5 separate regions of the Mus musculus genome follow, and all the other regions are linked to region 1. Evidence: chromatin contacts called from public Hi-C and HiChIP or PLAC-seq data. All regions are on one chromosome and are shown on one strand. The core of a region is the stretch at or near the end of the contact, and the rest is flanking DNA. Distances in the headings are between cores, read along the strand shown. Region 1 holds the start of Asap3 (ArfGAP with SH3 domain, ankyrin repeat and PH domain 3). Region 2 holds the start of Htr1d (5-hydroxytryptamine (serotonin) receptor 1D). Region 3 holds the start of Eloa (elongin A). Region 4 has its middle 18 kb from the start of Gm31295. Region 5 holds the start of 9130020K20Rik (a long non-coding RNA gene).

Region 1 (2,840 bases), core at 192-2,691:
CCTGACCTGAGGCAAATCTGAGCTTACACAGTCAGGTAAGGTCAGTCAAATGCATGGACACTTAGCCAGAGCAGATCTCTCCCCTCTGATCCAACACTGTAATGGACAACCTGGAGGAGAGGATGATGGATAAAATCCCTAAAGATGCTGAAGGGTCCTGAGGCGTGGTGGCTCTGAACCTATGCATCATTTGAAATCCGACAGTCTTTGTATAATTGTCTGCCTTCCTTACCAAAGAGGAAAAAGTCCAGACAGAGAGCCAGCCAGTCAGGGGAGAAGAGGAAGGGAGATTTCCTAAGACCTCAGCTCAGGGTATTTCTGGGTAGCTTTGTATCTGCCACACAGTAGGTACAACTTATAGAGAAGGCCAGACTGACCACTGAAGTCCAAAATGCCACCTCAACCCAGGGCATTCTCTAGAAGAGAGCTGGGTTCATATTATCCCCGTCTGGCCCCAGACTACAGGCTCTCTGCTCCAGTGTATTCCTAGGGGATGAAAACCTGCAGCGAATCCAGAGAAGAGGAATGAACTCCAGTGAGCTTGGGAATGGGGTGGGGCAGCCTACAAGGGCGAAAGAAAGAGCCTGGGACACTTTGCCTGAAAACACAAAGAGGAGAGGGGAGGGGAGAGGAGCCTATAAACTTGGCCCGCAGCAGCCAAGGTGAACCCCGGCTCCTGGCGCCTTCCCATTCACAATCATTCCACAAGGCAAGCCAAGTCTCAGAACCAGCAGCCAGGAGGAGGGGGCCTCCTCTCTCTCTCTTGCAGCCTGGGAGAGGTAAGTTCAGGACTGAGCCTGCTTCTCAGAAAGGGAGTGACCTGAGGGGCTGCATATTTGTGGGGTTCTAAAACGAAAACACAGAACTGTAAGCCGCTGAGCAAATACACATATAATGGGCAAGTCGCCCAAAGTATATGGGAGATGTGCCCCAACATGTGGAGTCTGTATCGAGGTGACCCCGAGATCCCATCTGGTCCTCTCTTCCCAGGCTCCACCTTGGGGACACAGATGTTTGAGATGAGCTCGGTTCCCACAGATCTAAGAGGGGCGGGTTTCTGGAGCGCAGCGAAGAGCCATCCTAGCTCCAAGCATTCCTGCAAAGGTCAAAGCCAGGCCCCAAGTTGACCTGAGGTCCCCTCCCGCCTCGGCCCCTCACCTCCTCCCGTGCCAGCGCCGCCCCGCGGCACCGGGGCATCTTGGCGGCGAAGGCAGCTGCTCCGGCTGGGGAACTGAGGTCCTCTGCGGTGACGGCCAGGAACTCCGCGACACTGAGCTGCTCGGGCATGGTGGGAACGAGGCGAAAACACCGGAGCTGCCTGGAACGCGGGGGACGCTGCACTTAACAGTGCTGGTATAGCTGCTCTGCGCAGGGCCTGTCTCACCACCCGCAGCGTCCTAGTCGAGGCCTCTTCACTCCCTGCTCCGCCCCGCCCCTAACTAACTCCGCCACGCCCCCGCCCGCCAGCCTTTCTCTCTCCGGCCACGCCCCCAGACCACTTGTCTACCTCCCTGGCCACGCCCCGACTCGCTGGTAACTCCCTGACCACGCCCCCATCCCCCTCACTCTCCGGCCACATCCAAGCCGCGCCCCTAACTCCCTGGTCACGCCCCAACCTCGCGTTGGCCCCACTCTGCCCTGCCTCCAAGACCTACAGATGGGGAGAGTTCTCCTGGGGCTCCGCTCTTGACTCCCAGCCCCCGTCCCCGATCCTCTTCCCTCCCTAGCCCCGCCTCCAAAGCCTACCACACACACACACACAGACACAGAGCCTGGCTCCTGGTTCTGGCTGGCTCCTGGTTCACTTGTTCTCTTCTCCTTAACTCTAGGTTCTTCAGAGCAGTCGTCTTCCTCTACCTCACCGGTGCTGAGATTAAAGGCAAGGCCTGTGCCACCGAGGCCATATAAGATCTTCGCCATCAGCCAGCTACGTGCCATTGAATCAATTGCCCCTCTGGTTTTTAAAAGGAATCATGTCATAACTCCGAATAAGTTTAAGTAAGAATGGGAGAGGTTCACTATTATCTCAGGTACACAGAATAGCTCGGGATTTTGTTGTTGTTGTTGTTGTTGTTGTTTTGCAGGTATTTTTGTTGTGGTTTGGTTTTGCCTGGTTTCTTAATTCCAGCCGTGAGCCAGGGGCCCTTCCCATTGCCTTGGACTCTTTCTGCTTCTTCTTGAAAGCCTTATTTTCTTCGTCCATCTCACAGGGCTCTTTCAGAGGCTTCCTCTTGACACCTTCATCGCCCAACCTGGCCCCTGGCGTCTGGTCCCCTTTCCCCAGACCAGATGCTAAGTGACCCTAACAGTTCCTTCAGACTCCAATGCTGAGTCTTCCAAATTTGCTTCTCCCTGTCTGCCTCCCTCGGTTTTTGTTTATTTGATTTGGGGTTTTGTTTTTCAAGGTTTAGCTCAAACATTTCAAACTTTACTACAAGGCTTATCCTGACCACCCTGTTTAAAACTAGTCACCTGCTGCTCCCCCCATCCCTCACTCCACATACCCCATTCATAATCATCTTTATTCTGCTGGGGTTTTATGAATGAATATTGGGCGCTCTTGGAGGCCAGAAAAGAGCATCAGATCCCCTGGAACTAGAGTTACAGATGATGGTGAGCCACCATGTAGGTGTTGGGAATTGAACCAGGGTCATCTGCAAGAACAAACATTCTTTAGCCACTAAGCCATCTATCTGTCCAGCCCCTTTTTAAAATTTTCAGTTTTAGAAATTTGCTGTGTGCATGAATGTGTGTGGGTGTGTGGGTGTGGGTGTGTGTTTGTGTGTGTACTCATGTGTGCACAACATGCAGGACACTGAACTCATGAGGGCAGAGGACAA
Region 2 (2,840 bases), core at 97-2,596, 220 kb before region 1:
TTTGTTGCTACTTCATAATTGTAATTTTGCTACTTTTATAAATCATAATGTAAGTATCTGTGTTTTCTGAACTCTTAGGCAACCCGCACCCCCACCCCCGTGAAAAGGTCGGTCGAGTCTCAAAGGGGTTGAGACTCAGAGTTTGAGGACCACTGCCATAAAGCAATTCCCAAGATGAGATCTGAGGTTGCTACTACAAAGCCTGGCGAGGAAGGCCGAGTTCCTGTCTGAGGTCAGATGTAATACTAGGCAGTGATTCCATTTGATTTTGCAAAGCAAACCTGGAGTGTGGTCGTTGTCACTCTCGTTTCATATAGGAGGGAGCCAATGCTCAGAGGACTAAGCAGCTAAGCAAGTAGCCAGGGCTAGTTTGCTAATGTGGCCAGCCTGAGAGTATTAGGATCTTAATCTCTGATGGTCCCCAAACCCAGCGAGTGGGAGCAGGTGGGGGTGGGGGTGGGGGTGGGGGCCGGGCCGGGGGCGTTGAGTATTACATTCTACAAGTACTGAGACTTTGGGCAAGATTTTTGCCACCTTCTTCCCATCTGCAATAAAGCCAATCTCCCTGAGCTCTCTGCAGTTCTGATGTTGCTCGAAAAGCTAGGATTTGCAGAGAACTTTACCGCGTATAAAAAGGCATCCACGGTCTCTCACCCACTCCCACCAATCCGCAGTGAAGGGAAGCGTCCTCTCCATTTGAGAGATGTGCACACTGAGGCTCAGAGAGAAGCAGTGACCTGCCCAAGGTCACAAGCAAGTCAGGGCCCTTTCCAAACCCGAGCTCCAAACTGGACGCTCCTTCAAGTCCCCTCCCGTACTGGCGTCACCCCTGACCTGGCCGGTAGAGGGCTCCCCGATTCCCTAGGCCGTCACCGGGGCCACCTGGGGGTAGACGTTTCACCTCGGGCCGAGGTGGGGGGGCACTCTTGTCCAGTGGGATCTTCCCAGAGCGCGGGACACGGAGGACGCTCTCCCAGGGTCCCGCAGCCTCCCCTGGGGAATCCCTCCACCCACCCCACGATCCAGGGCTTTGGACAACCATCCGGGATGCTCCCTTCGGGCCCCGATGGTCCTTTGGGACCGTCTTTCCGTGCGCTCCTGTCCCGTCCGAGAGGCGCACAGAGGCGGGACGCCAGGTGACCCATCAGGACCCGCCCGGCTAGGCTCAGCCCCGCGAGGCTGCGACGCCCCAAGCTCCCGCGCTTACCAGCTCCCTGCCGGGAGGTACGGAACAACGCCGTGGGCGCCTCGCACCCCTGAGGGCTGCAGCCCGGCCTCCTCCACGACCCCCGCTGAGCTCCGGGCGCCGCCGCCCTCCGCGCCTGCAGCTCGGGCTCCGGGCTCCTGCCCGCGCCCGCCGCTGCTCCGTGCTCTGCTCCCCGGCTCCTCCCCCGCTGGGCTCGCTCCCCACTCGGCCTCCCGCCCACAGCAGGGGAGGCCCGCCCGGAGCCCCTGCCCCAACCCCACGGTAGGAGGACGCAGGGGATGCGGGTGGAGGAGGCCCACCTGTAGGAAGGAATGGACTGTCCGGGGAAAGTGGACCGTGCCTAGACTCCATCCGCGGGTTCCTCACAAGCTGAGTCTCCCGCCCCCTACCTTTAATTTAGCAAGTATTTATCGATCTGCTTTATATCTGCACCGGCTATGCACTGGGCTTAAAACCATTGTGCAACCCCCGCCCCTTGGGGCTCACGTTCTACTGGGGCGGATACGATGTACTTAATGAGATGACAGATGTTTCAGGAGGAAAATAAAGCAAGAAAGGAGGTGGGGAGTGGACAGGGTGGTCGGAGGCGGTGGGAGGGCGGGGGAGGGGAGAAAGTCTCACCGGGAAAGCAGCCTCTCAGGACAGACCGGAGGTAGGAAGCGTCCCGGCCACACACCAGAGGTGGAATGAGTACAGTTTCCTGCTGGGCAAGCAGAGTGATCCCAAAGTTGGGGCAGCAGATATGACCGCCAGCTCCCTTATTCAGCGTTTAGTAGGGGCTGCGGATGTAGAGAGCCAGAAAAAGAAAGAGAGAGAGAGAGAGAGAGAGAGAGAGAGAGAGAGAGAGAGAGAGAGAGAGAGAGAGAGAGCTGAGTTCAAAGACAGGGAGGGCAAAGACTCCTGCTTGACCAGGTTCCTTACAGCTCCGGTGGACCTGGCCTTCCGTGTCCTTGCCCACCCACTGTGTCTCCTTACTGTTTGTATATTCTCATGTCTTGTTATCACCAGCATCCACCAGTAGACTGGTTATGTGTTCTTGATGAATTGACCCTATTAGCATCATGAAGTGACCGCGACTCTTCATCCCTGGTAAAAGTTGTGTCTTTGAGTCTCCTTTGGGGGGGAGTGCATAGGGAGATCCGGAAACACCCACCAGCACCCACACAGCTGTTTGACATCTGGCACACCAGCACACTGAGAACTCAGCAGCTATTCCACGCCTTGCTTGCAGCGTCCTTCCGTGTCCTTCTATTTGCGCCAAACTCTCTGCCCACCTGGCCCTCCCCTTCCGCCCCCACCCCTTGCTCTCCTGGTCTGTCATTTGTGATTGGCTTGGAGCCTCCATCTCTCTCAGTCTCTCTTTTTTGGAAGGCTGTGATCAATGGTCATTAATAATGCAGAGGTTCTTTTTGTCTTAGCGCAGATCCCAGGCAAATAAATCCACGGCATGAATAGACAGGAGTTATGGGCAGCCACACCTCAATCAGCCGTCTCTCCTCTCTTTAGGCCCTTGGCTCTTTCCCCACACTGGAGATGGGGAGATTGAGCAATGCCAAACATAGGTGGCCTTAATATAGGCTGTGCTACTAGTGTCCTGGCTGAACCCCTGTGGAGGGCCAGAGGGTCCTGATAC
Region 3 (2,840 bases), core at 138-2,637, 180 kb after region 1:
ACCTACTGAGACAATGCCTCAACATTTATTCTTTCTTATTTAAAAGATTTATTTTTGGCATTCACCTTTAATCCCAGCACTTGGGAGGCAGAGGCAGGTGGATTTCTGAGTTCAAGGCCAGCCTGGTCTACAAAGTGAGTTCCAGGACAGCCAGGGATATACAGGTTTTTTGAGACAGGGTTTCTCTGTGTAACTCTGGTTGTCCTGGAACTCCCTCTGTAGACCAGGCTGGCCTTGAACTCAGAAATCCACCTGCCTCTGCCTCCCAAGTGCTGGGATTAAAGGCATGCATCACCACTGCCTGGCTCTTTTCTTTTCTTTTTTTCTTTTTTGGTTTTTCGAGACAGGGTTTCTCTGTATAGCCCTGGCTGTCCTGGAATTCACTTTGTAGACCAGGCTGGCCTTGAACTCAGAAATCCTCCTGCCTCTACCTCCCGAGTGCTGGGATTAAAGGCGTGCACCACCACGCCCAGCGGCTCTTTTCTGACAGAATCTCATGTAGTTCAGTTTGGTTTTTAATATATTATGACTTTTTATTCATTATGATTTAATTTATTTTTAAATGGAGCCAGGTGGTGGTGGCATACAACTTTAATCCTGGCCCTTAGGACGTAGAGGCAGGTGGATCTCTGTGAGTTTAAGGCTAGCTTCGTCTACAGAGTGAGTTCCAGGACCTCCAAGGCTACACATAGAAATCCTTTTTGAGAAAAGAAATAAAAAGAAAGAGAGAAAGAAAGAAAGGAAAGAAAGAAAGAAAAGAAAAGAATGTCACATGAACAGTCTAATAAAAGGGGCTGCTCTCTGATTTTGCAGACAAGGTGGTTAATAATGTGTTATTATTTTTATTTCTAGTGTTTCAAATTGCCTTGAAACCAGACAGCCTGGATTGCTTTCCCAAAATTACAATACCGTTAAGTTACTTTAAAATTACACGATTTCTTTTATTGCGAGGGTGTGTCACAGCTTGCAGGTGGAAGTCAGATAATTTACCTGAGTCAGTTCTTTCCTTCCACTCCAAGGGTCCCTGGAGCCGCGTCGGACCCTGATCACTGACTCCACCCACCCTTAGGCGAAAACGAGCGTATGACTGGAAAGGCGGTGCGTGAGAGTTAAAGCCAGAGTTTGGCTTGCAGAATACAGGCTTGGGGGCGTGGCTGGTTGCGTGGCTCTGGGTTGGGCGTGTCGGGGGCGTGACCTGTGCTGTATTCGACAGATCGCCGTGATATAGTGGGCGTGGTCTGGCGCGGGGGCGGGTCCTGAGGCCTTCCACACATACACACACCCCCAGCGGAGGCCCGGAAGGGACCATTCGCGCTTCCGTCTCCGCCGGGCCCTCACGGAGGGCGGAGTTGCGGCCCGAGGACGCGACGCGAGCCCAGTTCCGGCGAGGAGGCCGCGCCAGTGACAGCGATGGCGGCGGAGTCGGCGCTCCAAGTTGTGGAGAAGCTCCAGGCGCGCCTGGCTGCGAACCCGGACCCCAAGAAGGTGAGCGGCGGGCGGGCGGGCGGCGCGGGCGGGCGTTGGGCGCGGCGCGGGCCCTGTAACGGTCGCGGGCAGGGCGCAGTGGGGTTCTCCTCCGACCCGGAGCCAGGCCCCACGGAGCGGCGCGGGGCAGTGGGGAGTTCGCGGCCGGCGGGCGCACCCCGGCTGGGGGCTGAGGACTGGAGGGGCGGCCGGGCCTTGCGGCTCTCCCCGGGGTTCGGGCAGCCGCGCCAGCTGTTTCCCCGTTGCAGCCGAGCGACTCCGTCCGCTGCTTGGGGGTCCTGCGGCTCGAGGACCCCTGTGCTGTACCCTGCCCTTTAGCCGAGAAAACGGGGAACGCCTTGGGGTTTTTCGAGCTCTGCTCCTGGAGCTCGGGTCCTGGATGAGGGCGTGAGCGTGTTAACTCCGCTCTGACATACTGGAAGGTGGGACCAGGCTGTGATGAGCAACCATGTTTAATTGCACTTAACTACTTTGTTGCTCCTTTTTAGAAACTGTTACTTTTTAAATACATTGTATCCCCTCGCGGTCCCCCGGGTGTCTAGGCTTCTCTGAGCTCTACGAAGAGGGTATGGTGGGAATTAGAATCGTTTTCACTGTAGTCTCTAGCCGAAAACACCAAAGGGTGTGACATGGCTTGTCAGCATTCTAGCCTGGGCCTGAGGTTCCTAAAAGGTGAAGTGTCCAGCGAGCTGAGTGGAAGAGGAAGTGGTGGAGGGAGACAGCGAGCGGACTTACACATGCAATCTAGGTTCCTAGCCAGCACCAGCTCGGGACTTTGGAGGAGTTCTCTGCTCGACCTGTCCCTTCTCTAGTTTCTTCCTGAAATACCAGCTAGACCCAAGTGCTCTTTATAAGTGTTAATCACCATCAGAATTTCCAGTCAGGGACCCCATTCACTCTTCTTGTTCCTAGTTGGGTCACTACCTCTCAACCTCCGGGCCACTTTTTAACTACCCTCCTTTAGCTCAGAGATACACTTCTTCAGAAGCTGTTGTTATAAGTCAGCGAAAACGTAAATGTTTCAATTGTCTTGTGTTTTACTTTCTTTGGAGGCCTTGGGGACCTTTGGTCAGACATATTTACAAGTTCTTTTTACAATAACCCTTTGTGGGCATCTAATAAATGGTCATTATTTCCAAGTCCCAGATTGTCTTTCTGAACACTATAAGATTTGTGACTGACCTTAAAGTAACCACCCTCATTTTGTTGTTTCTGCCATCAGGTTAAAAAAAATAAAAATCCTCCATGTAATATAATATCTGTAGGGTTTTTTTCCCCCATTAGAATTTAAATTTTGGAATGGTCTATTTGTGCATGAAATGTCAAGTTAGAAAAAGGTTAAGTAAATTTTCTTA
Region 4 (2,840 bases), core at 119-2,618, 160 kb before region 1:
TGACTTTTAGCCAAGAAACTCAGCATTTCCAAAATAGATAGAACCCTGTAAATTGGTGTTTTTGTGCTAGGTTATAGTCAGGTCTGGTACATGACAGGCAAAGGATTCTACCACTCAGCCTCTCCAAGAAAGACAGGGGTTTGTTTTTTTCCTCCCTCCTTCCCTCCCTCCCCCTCCTCCCTCTCTCTTTTCTTCCTTTCTTTCTTTTTGAGACAGGGTCTCTTGTAGCCCAGACTGGCATTCAGCTTCCCCAAGTAATTAAGTTCCCCTTGAACTTCTGGTCCTCTTGCCTCTACCTCCCAAATTCTGGAATTACAGGTGTGTATCATCATGAACGATTTAGACAGGCTAGTGATTGAACCCAGGGCCTCATGCATGCTATACAGTTCATAATGTATTGGTGGAATATTTCAGGCTTAATGCTCATTCTGTCAGAGTTCAAAATGGTGAACATCAAGGGAGATGAGACTTCAGAGAAGTCTCTGAAATGTGAAGAGCACTATTTTCTGTGACACGAACAGGTGGTTCTTTGTTCTAGAAGCCTGTAACCCTTGTACGTAGCGCCTCCTTGTGGCTAAAATAGGCAACAGTCTAACTTGTCTTTCCTATCATATTTGTGTCTAGGGAACAGTATAACTTGTCTTTCCTATCATATTTTTGTCTCCTTTTTGGAGAATGTTATCTTTTAGCCTTTTTTATTTTTCCCCAGTGTTTCTAGTTGTCCAACAAATATTTGTAAGAAAAATCTATCATACTATAGAGTTAAGGTCTGGGAATCCAGAATTATGATACTGCTTTATGCCCCACCCCCAACACCATGGATTTGTATGAAGGGTGTGGGGGGAGGGTGTGGGGGTGTGGGTAGGTGGGTGCTAGGACATCTTCCATGCTAGGTAGGCACTCTACAACTAGGTTACATGTCTAGCCCCTAGTATTAGTTTGGAACACAGATTCTGACAGAAACTAACATTAATTATCCAAAAGGCCCAGAGACACACTGCCTTCCAATCAGTAGGCAATAGAGGATGGAAAAGGGCACTTTCCTATCCCATATTGTAGAAAGGTGTTTGTGTGTGTGTTAATTAGCTTAGCACACAGAGTATCCATGATGTATGTGTTCTGCGTTGACTCTCCTTTCTGTCAGCGGCTGAAGTGCAGGATCAATGCCAGCAGACCCAAACTCGCCTCAATATTTCAGGAAACACTGAGCCCCAGAGTCCAGACAATGACAGACTGTGACAGAGATGATACGGAAAGAGTCTCAACCATCACAAGAATCAAACATGTGGCTGGCTGCCTAAGCAGAGGTGCAGCGAGGGGCGGCAGGGGGTGGGGTGGGGGCGAGCTCTGGAATGACTGCTTTCATTTCCACCATAAAATAGCTGGTCCGTGACGAGCTGCTATGAGAAGCTTCTGCCTCCGATCACTGGCTCTCTCCGAGTAGAGGGCAATCTAAAGGCTCGATTCCTGCTCCCTGGCATTCCGTGGCAACAGACAATCTGAGTGCTACTATTCTAGTTCTGAATAATGTCTTCATGAAGCTAATTTAATTTGTTTTTTCTTTTTGTAGTAGTGGGGATCAAATGTAGTCTTCTGCGTGCTAGGCAAACATTGTACTCAGGCCCCTGCCCCACCGTCTCATAGTTAAGATGACTCAGTCAGCTTGGTCATTTAAAGGGAAATCTTCCTGTGCGGAACGATGCCTCTTAGAGGCTAGAGGACTCTCCAGTTTTCACAGCTCTAACGAAAGGTAAAGGGAGGACCAAGGCCTTAAGCCAGTGGTTCTCAACCCGTGGACCGTGACCTCTTTGGGGCAGAATAACCTTTTCATAGAGGTCACCTAAGACCACTGGAAGTCACAGACATTTACACTACAATTCATAACCATAGCAAAATGAGTTATGAAGTAGCCATAGAAATCAGTTTGTGGTTGGGGGTCACAGCATGAGGAACTGTATTCAGGGCAAGGGGAAGGTAGAGAACCACTATCTTAATTGAAGGCCCAGTTCTGGTGTCTGCTTGTAAGCTTATTACGTAGGTGACTCACAGAAATACTGCCCCTTTGAGCCTTGCCCTTTTAAAATTGTGGGGTTTTTTTGTTTTGTTTTTTTGTTTTTGTTTTTTTTTTTAGGGCAGGGTTTTTCTATGTAGCCTTGGCCATCTTGAAACTTGCTTTGTGAGTTGTGCCAATCTTAGATGTCATCTGCTTCCTCCTCTCTGTGCTGTTGTCCTCTGCCACACCTGTCTGTGACACCCAGTGGCCCAGATCACTGGGATGCTAGGCTAGTGCTACCTTTGAGCTGTGACCTTGACTGTTCCCTTGCTAACCCAGGGAGGGACGACTCAGCCGCAGCTGCTTCCAGCAGCAAAGCAACGCTTGTTTCAGAGGGAAAGCACAGAGCTTGCCTTAGAAGCTGACTGAAGGCAGACTGAGCTGGCAAAGGAAGCTGATCAAAACTACACACACAAGCTGGTTACTGTAAGTGTGTATAATCCCACAGGGTTTCAGCATGTTGGCTATTATGTAATAGGCTTGTTTCCTGATTCAACCTTCCTAGCCTTTATCTCATCTATAAAATGGAAAGACAAGAGTTGCAGTTTTCAAGGGATGATGCGAGCAATGGATCTCAGTGTGTGACTGTGTATGTAAAGATGCTGCTGTAACATCTTATATAGCCGTATGTGCTCACGTAACTTATATATGTTGTGATACAGCCATGTGGCACTGTGATGGGTCACCCCAGTCGCCCTCCATCATACTGCATGGGTGCCAGTCATTTTACTGAGACTATGAGGTTAATAATTTTTGACAAAAATGTAACTATGAGGCTAGAGTTTTG
Region 5 (2,840 bases), core at 215-2,714, 140 kb before region 1:
TTAGCCTGGGAAATGAACTCAGAGACAAGAGGGAATCTGAACATCTCTGAGGGCTTCTATCCATGTCAGCGTGTGGAGTTAAGTGATAACTGTGACCGGAACAACTGCAAACATCTCATCAATCCCCAGCATCCCTTCCAAGGACTTTAGGAAATTGTCTTTATGTACTGTACGAGCTGGCTTCCAAGAACCTGGGGATAGCAGAGCCTTCATTTTAACATTTACAAAAAAATGGTCTCATTCGGACTTTTTTTTTTTTTCATTTAGAGAAGTCAAATAGAAATTGTTACAATGAATGAACATAACTACATTGCTCTCCACAGCATAAGAATGAGTTTCAGCAACAATTTTTACTCTTGCTTATATTTGAAGGATAGTCTCCCTGTATAGCCTCAGACTTTCCTCCTGCGGCTGCCTCCAGAACACTGCTCCAACAGGACTTTATGGGCTAACAGGAGGCACATCAAAACTAAACACACACAATGTAACCAAAATCTGAGTGGTTTTTCTTTTGTTTTTGTTGTTATTATTTGTTTTTTGAGACAGGGTTTCTCTGTATAGTCCTGGCTATCCTGGAACTCACTCTGTAGAAAAGGCTGGCCTTGAACTCAGAGATCTGCCTGCCTCTGCCTCCTCAGTGCTGAGATTAAGGAGTGTGCACCACCAGTGCCTGGCTTACTTCAACCATGATGTGCTGGAAAGACATTTAAGTTCTGACCAAACCAACTGAGGTATTCTAACAACAGCTAAATGAATAAATCCCATGATACTTATCAGGTTCAATAACAGGATTTGTTTGGTAACATTTTGATCAATATAAAGCACACTTCCTTTTAAGCCTGAAATTTTAAACACTGACTAAAAATAGCTTTTAAAGTATATTATTTTTTATTTAACCTATTTTAAAATCCAGGGAACCAAAAGCAAGACTTAAAGGATTCTTGGCTCGAGCATAAAATTAACCTCCCAAGAACACATGGCAGTGACCAAGGCCTCAGTGGAATATGAGACCTGAAATAACGCAGTCCCTTTCCGTTCAAGGAAATGCTTTCTTCTCTGCACAGCTGACAACTGCAGAATGACTTTCTCAGACGATGCTGCAGTTCTCACATGCACAGCTGTGAAGCTGAGTTTTAGGCTAATGAACTTCTATGTGATTTTTGAAGGATGCTGCTGCATAGTTTAAATAATTTTTATATAAACTGACTACCTTGCTCAAGCTGGCCTCGGCCATGAGTCTAACTGTACGATTTTATGAATTAACTTATTAGCATCATGGTGGGAAGCTAAACGCTATTCTTTGTGCACAGGAGTAAGTGCTACTAAACTATTTCCACAGACTTCTGCTCTGCTAACAACTAGACCCTAATGGTTCCCAGAAGCATGGTGGCACAAGCTTTTAGTCCCAGCACTTGAGAGGCAGCAGACATGGGAAGACTCTTAGTAAAAAAAAAAAAAAAAAAAAAAAAAAAAAAAAGTTAGGTCATTATCTAGGAGTCACAAATAACTGAAAGAAACAAGGTTTCTTGAAGAAAATACCTGTACCTGGTCCTAATTTTTCTAAAATTTCTAGAAAAGCAGTATCTTCAAAGATATAGACACAACTACCCTGGAAAATATTCATTAAACTAATTTCTTTAAACGAAGTAAATGAATTCAGGGTTGAGACAGCAGTAAAGATAGCCTAGAGACATCCCAGACTAAATGTGGCCCACATCTGATCTTGGAGCTAGGCAGGGTGGGGCCTGATCAGTATTTATACCGCACCCCGGCCTCTGCCCTACCCTGGCTATGACAGTCTCTCAGAGAGCGTTAGACACTGCTGCTTTGAGAACAGCCCTTCCTGTTTCACTGAGTGATCTTCTGACCTGGGGACAACGGAAAAAAACCAGAACAGTAAACTGAAAACCAGTGACCTAAGGGAAGGCCCATCACTCTCACCTCATAACTTAACTTTACCAGCAATCCTCATTCACAAGACAACTCGGAATGTATCTAGACACCTTCTTGCTACTTATTCAACTTGTTTTGATCATTTGACCCCGATGACCATCTCCTAAGCCTTTTTTTTTGGTATTAGTAGCACAGTTAAAGATGGCCGAGTAAGTGTACGACTTTCAGTAAATCTCCATTGTGAGCGGCAGAGCTTCCTTCCACCCTCCTCACTGGTGAGGATCTAAGTATGCCCTTGAGGAAAATAACAGAAGAGAACCGCCACATCAAGCCAACCTGCAAGAGAATGGGAGCTATATTAAACAGATACTAAACTTACACGAAGGCAGAGAACTCTTCCATGGAACTTCCTGTTCACTGGCAGTATTTTTCAACCACAGACCCAAACCCTCCAACACAGCTTGCATCAAATACCACCTCTCTTTGTGGTACCACGCTATTGCTCAAGGCAATAAAAAGCCTACTGCCACCATCACACGGGTGCTTCCATTTGCCCCTTCACAGTTTCTCTAGACCACTTCCAATGTTGTTAAATTTTCCTCTGAAAAACTTTATTGGAGCCTAAAATGCCAGAGTCAACATTTCTGCCTGATACTTCTGAGCCCAGGTCTTACAAAGGTACTCAAGTACCCCGGGGAGAGCCCCGCCCCGCAGGGATTCAGTAAGTAAACCACTTTGCTACTCCTTAACTGGCTTCTTTCAAATAGGTTAGGACTGAATTTGGGAAGAATTTTGAGTGTAAAAACCTAAATTACACAGCTGAAGACTCTGTTTTGTACAACTGAATTAATCACACCCCACCCCAAATCACCAACACAACATTTTGAACATGTTAAATTTTATTAAAAATATTAACATCATACAAATATTCCAATACAGGTATGGTA

What was found. Hi-C and Micro-C count contacts between places; a contact is called where the count stands out from the background. HiChIP or PLAC-seq counts read pairs in DNA pulled down with a chosen protein or histone mark.
Region 2: an H3K4me3 HiChIP or PLAC-seq map of embryonic stem cells shows a contact between it and region 1, with 2.7 times the contacts expected there. The contact joins the promoter of Htr1d here to the promoter of Asap3 in region 1. A contact is called at or near these places in 8 of 39 promoter capture datasets (the 3T3-L1 cell line, the C10 cell line, the HPC-7 cell line and 4 more), 4 of 115 datasets of contacts at active chromatin or transcription factors (embryonic stem cells, pancreatic cancer cells and stem cell-derived neural progenitor cells) and 1 of 9 other capture datasets (embryonic stem cells).
Region 3: a contact with region 1 is called in an HNF4G HiChIP or PLAC-seq map of pancreatic cancer cells. The contact joins the promoter of Eloa here to the promoter of Asap3 in region 1. A contact is called at or near these places in 5 of 39 promoter capture datasets (the 3T3-L1 cell line, cranial neural crest, frontonasal cranial neural crest and 1 more), 1 of 484 Hi-C or Micro-C datasets (embryonic stem cells), 4 of 115 datasets of contacts at active chromatin or transcription factors (bone marrow-derived macrophages, embryonic limb bud, large pre-B cells and 1 more) and 3 of 9 other capture datasets (adipose tissue, liver and pancreatic islet).
Region 4: a Hi-C map of nephron progenitors shows a contact between it and region 1, with 2.4 times the contacts expected there. The contact joins the enhancer-like site here to the promoter of Asap3 in region 1. A contact is called at or near these places in 10 of 39 promoter capture datasets (the 3T3-L1 cell line, the C10 cell line, the HPC-7 cell line and 6 more), 1 of 15 datasets of contacts at CTCF or cohesin (large pre-B cells), 15 of 484 Hi-C or Micro-C datasets (the HL-1 cell line, the N1E-115 cell line, the P5424 cell line and 3 more), 3 of 115 datasets of contacts at active chromatin or transcription factors (embryonic stem cells and neural tube) and 3 of 9 other capture datasets (adipose tissue, embryonic stem cells and liver).
Region 5: a contact with region 1 is called in an H3K4me3 HiChIP or PLAC-seq map of stem cell-derived neural progenitor cells, with 34 read pairs. The contact joins the promoter of 9130020K20Rik here to the promoter of Asap3 in region 1. A contact is called at or near these places in 13 of 39 promoter capture datasets (the 3T3-L1 cell line, the C10 cell line, the HPC-7 cell line and 8 more), 2 of 484 Hi-C or Micro-C datasets (embryonic stem cells and nephron progenitors), 4 of 115 datasets of contacts at active chromatin or transcription factors (craniofacial prominence, embryonic stem cells and stem cell-derived neural progenitor cells) and 4 of 9 other capture datasets (adipose tissue, embryonic stem cells, liver and 1 more).

What each region holds. Positions count from the first base shown.
Region 1 is chr4:136,204,966-136,207,805 of GRCm38.p6, reverse strand. It overlaps Asap3 (ArfGAP with SH3 domain, ankyrin repeat and PH domain 3), which reads right to left and starts at 1,441. Exons shown (of 25, transcript NM_001008232.2): 1 at 1,159-1,441. The coding sequence starts at 1,287.
Region 2 is chr4:136,423,118-136,425,957 of GRCm38.p6, reverse strand. Htr1d (5-hydroxytryptamine (serotonin) receptor 1D) reads right to left here and starts at 1,346. Exons shown (of 2, transcript NM_001285484.1): 1 at 1,208-1,346.
Region 3 is chr4:136,020,196-136,023,035 of GRCm38.p6, reverse strand. Eloa (elongin A) reads left to right here and starts at 1,387. Exons shown (of 11, transcript NM_013736.4): 1 at 1,387-1,485. The coding sequence starts at 1,411.
Region 4 is chr4:136,367,654-136,370,493 of GRCm38.p6, reverse strand. No RefSeq gene overlaps it. Among named protein-coding and RNA genes, the nearest start is that of Gm31295, 18 kb to the left of the region's middle. Within about 2 kb of position 1,368, at least 9 of the 459 cell types and tissues checked have an H3K27ac peak or open chromatin away from gene starts, as enhancers often do. A contact at or near this core is called in hippocampal neurons and nephron progenitors, where this site is marked.
Region 5 is chr4:136,345,916-136,348,755 of GRCm38.p6, reverse strand. It overlaps 9130020K20Rik (a long non-coding RNA gene), which reads right to left and starts at 1,464. Exons shown (of 2, transcript XR_881499.3): 1 at 1-1,464. It overlaps Hnrnpr (heterogeneous nuclear ribonucleoprotein R), which reads right to left. Exons shown (of 11, transcript NM_001277121.1): 11 at 2,775-2,840.